2 separate regions of the Mus musculus genome follow, and region 1 is linked to region 2. The links are chromatin contacts, called in public HiChIP or PLAC-seq maps. All regions are on one chromosome and are shown on one strand. Each heading gives the region's core, a stretch centred on a gene start, on an enhancer-like site or on the middle of the called end of the contact. The rest is flanking DNA. Distances are from core to core; before and after follow the strand shown. Region 1 overlaps Sik3 (SIK family kinase 3). Region 2 holds the start of Pafah1b2 (platelet-activating factor acetylhydrolase, isoform 1b, subunit 2).

Evidence for each region. HiChIP or PLAC-seq counts read pairs in DNA pulled down with a chosen protein or histone mark.
Region 1: a contact with region 2 is called in an H3K27ac HiChIP or PLAC-seq map of microglia, with 2.9 times the contacts expected there. The contact joins the enhancer-like site here to the promoter of Pafah1b2 in region 2. A contact is called at or near these places in 2 of 39 promoter capture datasets (the C10 cell line and liver), 1 of 484 Hi-C or Micro-C datasets (colon epithelium), 5 of 115 datasets of contacts at active chromatin or transcription factors (bone marrow-derived macrophages, embryonic midbrain, embryonic stem cells and 1 more) and 3 of 9 other capture datasets (adipose tissue, liver and macrophages).

Annotation. Positions count from the first base shown.
Region 1 is chr9:46,096,926-46,100,676 of GRCm38.p6, forward strand. All of the region lies in intron 1 of Sik3 (SIK family kinase 3), which reads left to right. Among named protein-coding and RNA genes, the nearest start is that of Gm46110, 19 kb to the left of the region's middle. Within about 2 kb of position 2,401, at least 65 of the 459 cell types and tissues checked have an H3K27ac peak or open chromatin away from gene starts, as enhancers often do. A contact at or near this core is called in bone marrow-derived macrophages, colon epithelium and microglia, where this site is marked.
Region 2 is chr9:45,983,310-45,987,112 of GRCm38.p6, forward strand. It overlaps Pafah1b2 (platelet-activating factor acetylhydrolase, isoform 1b, subunit 2), which reads right to left and starts at 1,562. Exons shown (of 6, transcript NM_008775.3): 1 at 1,396-1,562.

The sequences.
Region 1 (3,751 bases), core at 1,151-3,650, 110 kb after region 2:
CAGAGGAAAATAACTCTCAGCCACTTACCCTTGTTTTCTTTCCTGTTGCTTGGCAGAAATTGATCTAAAGTTTGCCAACAGTGGGATCCTTGAGGAGAAGAGGTGGGAGCTGGGGCAGTTAGCCTGAATCAGCTTATCCACAGGCAGGGAGAAGTGTTCCCACACCTCTGGTAGCTCTCCTAAGATGAGGTGAGAAGCAGAGTTGGACCCTGCCTGTGTTAGAACCCATCCCTTAACCGTTGTCTTACATCAGATGGTCCTCGAACCTAGAGGCTGCTGCTGTTGCTCCTGCTGCTGCACGATGGGAGATGGCTCAGTAGGAGGGAAAGGGCTGGCCAGAGAGAAGCCCAGTCCTTCCCACATCCCAGCACTGCCACACTTCACAGAGAAGATGGAACAGACCCCAGGAAGTTTGTACATGGAGCTGTAACTGTGGGATGAGTTTCCAGAGCACGAGGAGCCTTTTTCCGAGGAGGCTTCCTCTGGCTCAGGGTTTCTGGATGCTCCATTTCCCGAAGAAATGTTAATTCATTAGCATCTATTTTTGAAGGGTTCCTGTTACACTGTTGCAAGAATACATTGCAAAATATGTTTTCCTCAGTGTTTTCCAGTGTCCAGACAGTTATTCTTCTCAATGCCTGTTCCTCAGGCAGATCAGTGAGCTAACTTAGGGTTAAAGCTTAGGGTTAGCTTCCTTCTTGGAGGTTTTTAATGGGTCCCTTATGGTAGCGACATGCTGCTGCCGTGCAATTCTTTTGCTGTTTCTTCTCTACAGTTTCTGGCCCTGTGGAGGTGGTAGCACAGATAATCAGAGCTTACAGCTTTTAACATTTCCCTGAAATTAAAAAAAAAAAATGTGTGTGTGTGTGTGTGTGTGTGTGTGTGTGTGCGTGCGTGTGTGTATGTGTGTGCGTGTGTGCATGTGTGTGTGTGTGCACGCATGTGTGTGTGTACTCTGCTATATTGAAGTAAGAAGATAACTTGCAGGAGTCTCTTCTCTCCTGCCGGCTGGGTCCTAGAATTGAACTCAGGGTTTCGGGTTGCCTTCAGGGGCCTTTACCTTCTAAGCCGGCTCATGTCCAGCCTCTTCTGTTAAAGCATACTTTTCAGCCTTGTTTGGCATCCAAAGTGAGACCCTTCTGTTCGCCTCACTTACACTTACAAGAGGATACATCCCTGGCTTTAACGTCTTATGAAAGCTATCTACTTCCGTGTGGCATTTAAGGCTGGTCCTGCATAAAGTAAATAGAATAGCAACAACCAAAAGTGCAGTGACCATGTGCCGTGTGCCCAGCATTACATTAAATATTTTGTTTATTTAATCCCAAGGGAAGCCCACAGACCTATTTTTAGCTCATTTTATGACCCTCCATTTTACATTCAAGAGAACTGTGTTTACTACCGATTATATTATGTAAAATCTGTAAGTGGTAGATCTTGAGTTCCAAACCCCTGTTTGCCCCGAGTCAAGACTTGCTTTTTTGTTCCTGCTCACAGGGGTTTGGAACTCAAGATCTTGAACAGAAGTGAGGAAATGTTGGGCGCATGCAGCTTGGCAGATGCTGTATAGACCTGTCAGCTTCCTGATAAAGCCAGTGGGGACGTCTCATCGTGAGACTCCTTACACAGTACGGAGGAGCAGTAGGCAGGAAAGGAGCTATCAGTGTGATAGGCAGACACCTCCCTTGCCCAGCGCCTTTTCTTGTTCTTGGTGGTGGTTATTGCGCTATTAACTACAAAGGGAGTGTTTATTTGACAACCATGGGCGGTTAAAGCAGATGAACTCTGGCTGCTGGCAGGCTGGCCACACGCCACCAGGCTGGGCTACCTGCGAGGTGCGCACATTGTTGGATCTCAGGAGACACAGAGCTTCTGTTTCATTTCACGACAGAGGTCATGTGGGGACACAGAATTCTGCTAAGTCTTCACGTGGAAGATATTGTCAGGTGACACGCACTCCTCCTACATGCTCTCCATGGAAGAACTGCTCGGTACTCTTAGCTTGAAGTATATTTCCCATGAAGCCAATATTGGGAAGTAAGTTTTCCTCTTCTAGAATGCTGCTTTTAAAAAAGGAACTCTGCCATGACTGGTGTGAAATGCAGCTCTCAGGAGCAGGTGATGATCTCGGCAGGGAGGAAGGCACAGCGGGTCGTGGACTTCTGTAAATCTGTAGCTTTTACTTCTTGGTAAAGTGATTAAAAGTGGACTGTAGTACTTTATTTCATTGTTTCAGGTGAAGATCAGTCTCTTCTACAGTATAGACATTTCCCGAAAGTTATGCTAATGTTAAGACAGACAGACAGACAGACTTAAAAAAACGGGAACTTAGGGTAGATACAAAGACAGTTTCATGAAAGCTTAATGACTTTGAGGAACTGTAAACAAGGCCAAAGCACTGGGACAGTGTGAGGAAGCATCAGAAGAGGGCTGGCTTCCCAGGAGGCCAGGGAGAGACCGAGCAGTGATGGTGGAGACTGCGTCCTCTAATGGGTATGGGATCTCTCCCAATAGACAGTAGGACAGTGCCATATGGAGGCCACATGTTGATGTCAGATGTCTTCCCCCGTTGCTTCTCATTCTTGGTTTTGTAGATTAGACTGGCCAGTCTTTGAGGTCTGTCTCCAGCTCTCCAGCACCATGGTCATGAGTGCACGCCACTACACTGGTTTGTAACTGCCTCACCTGGCCTTTCCCTACATGGGTGCTGGGGATCTGAACTCAATCCCCCATGTTATGCAAGGACTTTACCTATGGAGCCTTGTCTCAGGCTTCAACTCCTCTTTAGAAAGGAAATAGTTAAGTTTGTCCTCATTGAGCTTTTAAACTTTGTCCTAATAAATGTTACCTTGGAGGGGTAGGAATGGAGACTATTAGCTCCATTAGGTCTCCATTGTTTGGAGACCATTGAAATCACCGAGACAGATCATCACCTAGGTTGCAGCTATGGTCAGAGATGAGGTCCTTGCCTTGCACTGTGTCAGCCTGGGTTCCCCCTACCCCTGGACTTCAGTAATGGGCATTGAACTTAGGTATTCCGAAAGAATACACTCAATTCACTAGTTTGAAAATTATTGTAGGTTTGTCTTATTCTTGAGGCTCGTCGGAGTTTATGCCTTGGTTTCACAGGCTCACAAAAATAGTCACTGGCTTCAGACCTTACAGACTTGACAAACCAAGGTAGTTCCCATTGTAAGTGCATTTAGACAGCTCATGGGTCTTAAGTTTTTAGGAAAGAAAGAGAGGGAGAAGTGACTGCACACAGGTGTATAGGATGGAGGGGTGAGACAGCTGTTTCTGAGCATGGCACAAGGAGGTGAAGGGAAACCCTGCTGTTCTTGTGTGGCTAGATTGTGGAGGAAAGGACAGGTGAGAGAGTGGGACCTCGGGCTAAGCAGAGTTACCTTATAAGCTTTGCTAAGGAGTTTGAGAGCAAAGCGTTTAACCTGGGGGTGGGGGAGCATATTAGGCCGTCCATGAGCCCTGTCACCCAACCCAGACTGTGGGAAAGAGAGAAGACTGGGAAAGGAGTGGATAATAAGGAGGCTCCTCAGTGGCAAGAGAAGGTTTTGTGGGAGCAGCAGAAGAAGATAGTGGTCAGGGTATGCCATTGGGTACTGCTGGAGAGCTCTCAGGTGGGAGTGGACAAGTGCCCGTAGGAGTCTGTGTTATGAGCCTTGCAGAGAAAGCCAGATTCTAGAGGACAGGGGACCTTAGGTAAGGCTGTAACTAAGCCACTCTTAGAGACTTG
Region 2 (3,803 bases), core at 312-2,811:
TTAATTTAGACCTCAACGACACAGCACAGCACCGGACTCTCTACACTAGTGGTGTGGAAGTCAGTCCCAACAAAACAACTACAACCCCTCAAGCTCAGCCGGGGTGTGTGTGTGTGTGTGTGTGTGTGTGTGTGTGTGTGTGTGTGTGTGTGAGAGAGAGAGAGAGAGAGAGAGAGAGAGAGAACCTAGAAGCTTGCTGAGACTTTTGAATGAGAATGAAAAGATTTAGGATGCTTCCATTAAGGCCTGAGGCTTTTCATTTTGCTTCAGAGAGTTGGCAGAATTATTCTGAAGAGGAAGGCAAGCCTCGTCCAGAATGCCCTGCCCCGGTCTCTGGTGGGCGGCCCCCCAGGATCCAGCCCATCCATAATTTATTATCAAGTGCCCATGCCAACAAATTAATGCACAATGATTCCCTCCCCTGCTCTCCCACAAGGAGGCAACCTTTAAGTCTGAACAATGTGCCCAGAGAAGGAACTGACGGGCAGACACAAGCCTCATCCAAGGGAAAGATAAGCTTGCATTTTTCTCTTTTCCACACCTTTTCCTCTGGCCCATTCTCTCCACTCAACTCAACGCTGTAGAAAATGCAAGTCTAGGACCTGCTCTTAGCGTCTTGGTGCCCTTCCCTTTGTCCATAGCCACGTTCTTCAGAGACGCCAACGCTTTATGGCTTTGGGTTTCCTTAAGATCCGTATATACATGATGAAAGGCAACGTCAGCCTGGGAGCTATGGAAAGGATAACGAGTCACTCTGCCATGAGTAACTCAAACCTGGAGACCACAGGCTCTGACCCGCTAAGTGGACATGGACCACAAGGGCTGGGGAGAGGAAACACACCTCCAAGGAAACTACTCACTGACAGATGTACCTGGCTGGCGGTAGGCCATCGGCCAAGTCACCAACGCCTGGGCCTCGTCGCCGAATGAAGTGGGTGACCCTTAAGGCTAGCCTCTACCAATCCTTTCAGAGCCCTGACACGGGTCTTTGGGAAGTATAAGCGAAGGCAACAGAGAAGTTTCGAATGAGGAGACAATTTTCGACGAGAAGGGCAAAGAGCGTGATCCGTTAAAAAAAAAAAAAAGGCACAACCCAGTCACAGGCTTGGGCCTAGAGGTCCCACCCCGGGGATGGAGGGAAAAGGCGACAGCTGAGGCAGGAGGCCGGGCCAGGGGACCCGCGGGCCGCTCAGCCGCTGGCCAGGGTGGAACCAGGGCGCCGCAGGGCAGCGGCGACGGCGCGGGGCCCCGGAGGCCCTGCAGGGCGACAGCGCGGGGCGCGGCGGGGGAGGGGCGGCGTGGGGGAGGGGAGCCGGGCCTCACAATACCGGCTCGCCCGCGCGTCCCACCCGTCACGACGAGGCCCCGGCTCCGCGGTCCCCACGATGCACTCACACAGGCAGAGGGTCCGTGCGGGGCCCTCAGCGGCTGCGGCGTCGGCGGGTTGCGCTTCAGTCGCTCGCTTGATCCCGACGGCCGCGTTCCGGCGCGCGTCCCCTCCTCGGGCCCCAGCACCAAGCAGCAGCGCCTCCACTTCCGGTCCCCCTGCCACTCGGGCAAATGGCTTCCGGAAGTCCCGCCCCTGGCTGCGGGGCTAGTTGCGGGGCGGGTGCGCCTCACTTTCCCTCGCAGTGCGCGCTCTTTGCTTGGCGCACAGGTCTACCGTCCCTGCCAAGTACTGACTTTGTTCTCTTTCTTTCCCCGACTTGAGCCTCCATCTTTCCTGTAACTGCCTTCCTGTCCTGATAGGATGACGGAAACTATCCGGAGATGGCCTTAGAGACAGTGTAGCTTGACCTCTCGCTGACGCTACTCCCTTCTTAGCCACTGATTTCCTCCACCGATGGGATAAACCAGATTGCAGAGAATGGGGAGAAATAGGCCCGAAGTTAAAAGGGGCAACCCCTACATTTACCAGCAGAATTTCTATGATGATACTCAGAATTGTGTGATAGATACCACTCGGGGAATAACAGAAACCCCAGTCTTTACCTTAGAAATCCATCCAGTTTAGGGGAGTACATAGAGAGTCAATGTAGAGATTAGATGCTAACGGCTGGATAAGTGCAGGACAGATCAGCGCCAAGAGGAGGGGCAAGAGATTGCGTCATCATTAGCAGGGAAACTTGGTGGAGCAGTGCCAGGGCTGGCTCTTTAATGATGGATAGGATTCATTCAAACTCATAATAGTGAATTGCAGAGCATTCCAGGACTCTGAAACTGATTGAGAATGTTCTTGAAACCTGTAAGCCTAAATTATCGAGATAATAAAATAAAATTTCAAATCACTTATGTGCTGCTTGTATTATCTCGAATGCAAAATAAAAATTTCAAGATAATGACTTTGTCACTGCCTCCATAACTCTTCTGCAGATATTCCAGTTACATATGGTACACTAGCAAGATCTCAGTAAGTGCTGTTTTAAGTGTTTTGATCAAGAGAATATCGTAAAGGGTTATTTAAACAGTTTAGTATTAAATACACTGTTAAGAGAAACAACTTGAATTGGTTTCCAATGATAAAGCCCTATGTCTGGGTTGTTTTTGTCAATGACACAAATCAGGGTCATTTGAGGAAGGGAACTTTAAAAATGCCTTCATCCGATTGGCATGTAGGCAGTCTATGAGGGTATTTTCTTGATTAATAATTGATGGGCGTATCCCACTGTGAGTGGTGCCACTTGGCGAAGGTGGCCCTGAGTTGAGTTGTATAAGAGCACACAGTCAGTCAGTAAGAAACGACATTCTATAGCTCCAGTTCCTACCCTGACTTCTCTCTGTGACAGCTGTGATCTGAGAGCTGTAAAGGAAGTAAGTCCTTTCCTCTCCACTTGGCTTTTAGTCATGGTGTTCCCCCTTCTCTCTCTCTCTCTCTCTCTCTCTCTCTCTCTGTCTCTCTGACACACACACACATTTTGATACTATCTTTTATTCATAAGAAACCTTGATTGATTGCTTGCTCTTAAAATGAAAAACGTAGCCCAGGATAGCCTCCACTTCACTCTGCAGCTATGAACGTAGGACCTTCCTGCTTCCTCCCTTCCTGGGTGCCACCATGCTTGGGTCTCACACAGTCCTTCAGGATTGAGTACAGGGCTTTATGCGTCTTAGACAAAAACTATCAACTGAGCTACATTCTCAGCTCTACAAAACTTTTCTTCAAGCCCTTAAGGCTCCTCATTTTTGGTTGTACTATAGATTGAACCCAAGGAGACATTCTATATTTGAAAATCCTGGGGGTTGGCGAGATGGTTCAGCAGTTAAGAGCACTGACTGGCTGGGTTGTGGTGGCGCAAGCCTTTAATCCCAGCACTTGGGAGGCAGAGGCAGGCGGATTTCTGAGTTCGAGGCCAGCCTGGTCTACAGAGTGAGTTCCAGGACAGCCAGGGCTATACAGAGAAACCCTGTCTCAACCCCCCCCCCCCCGCAAAACAAACAAACAAACACACAAAACAAAAACAAAAAAAAAAACAAAAAAAACCAAAGCACTGACTGCTTTTCCGAAGGTCCTGAGTTCAAATCCCAGCAACCACATGATGGCTGGCAACCATCCGTAATGAGATTTGATGCCCTCTTCTGGTGTGTCTGAAGACAGCTACAGTGTACTTACATAAAATAAATTAATCTTTGGGCTGGAGTGACTGGGACTGGAGTGAGTAGAGGTCCTGAGTTCAATTCCCAGCACCCACATGATGGCTCACAACCATCTGTATAGCTACAGTGTACTCATATACATAAAATAAATAAATAAATAAATCTTAAAAAAAAAAAAAAAAGAACGCCGGGCGTGGTGGTGCATGCCT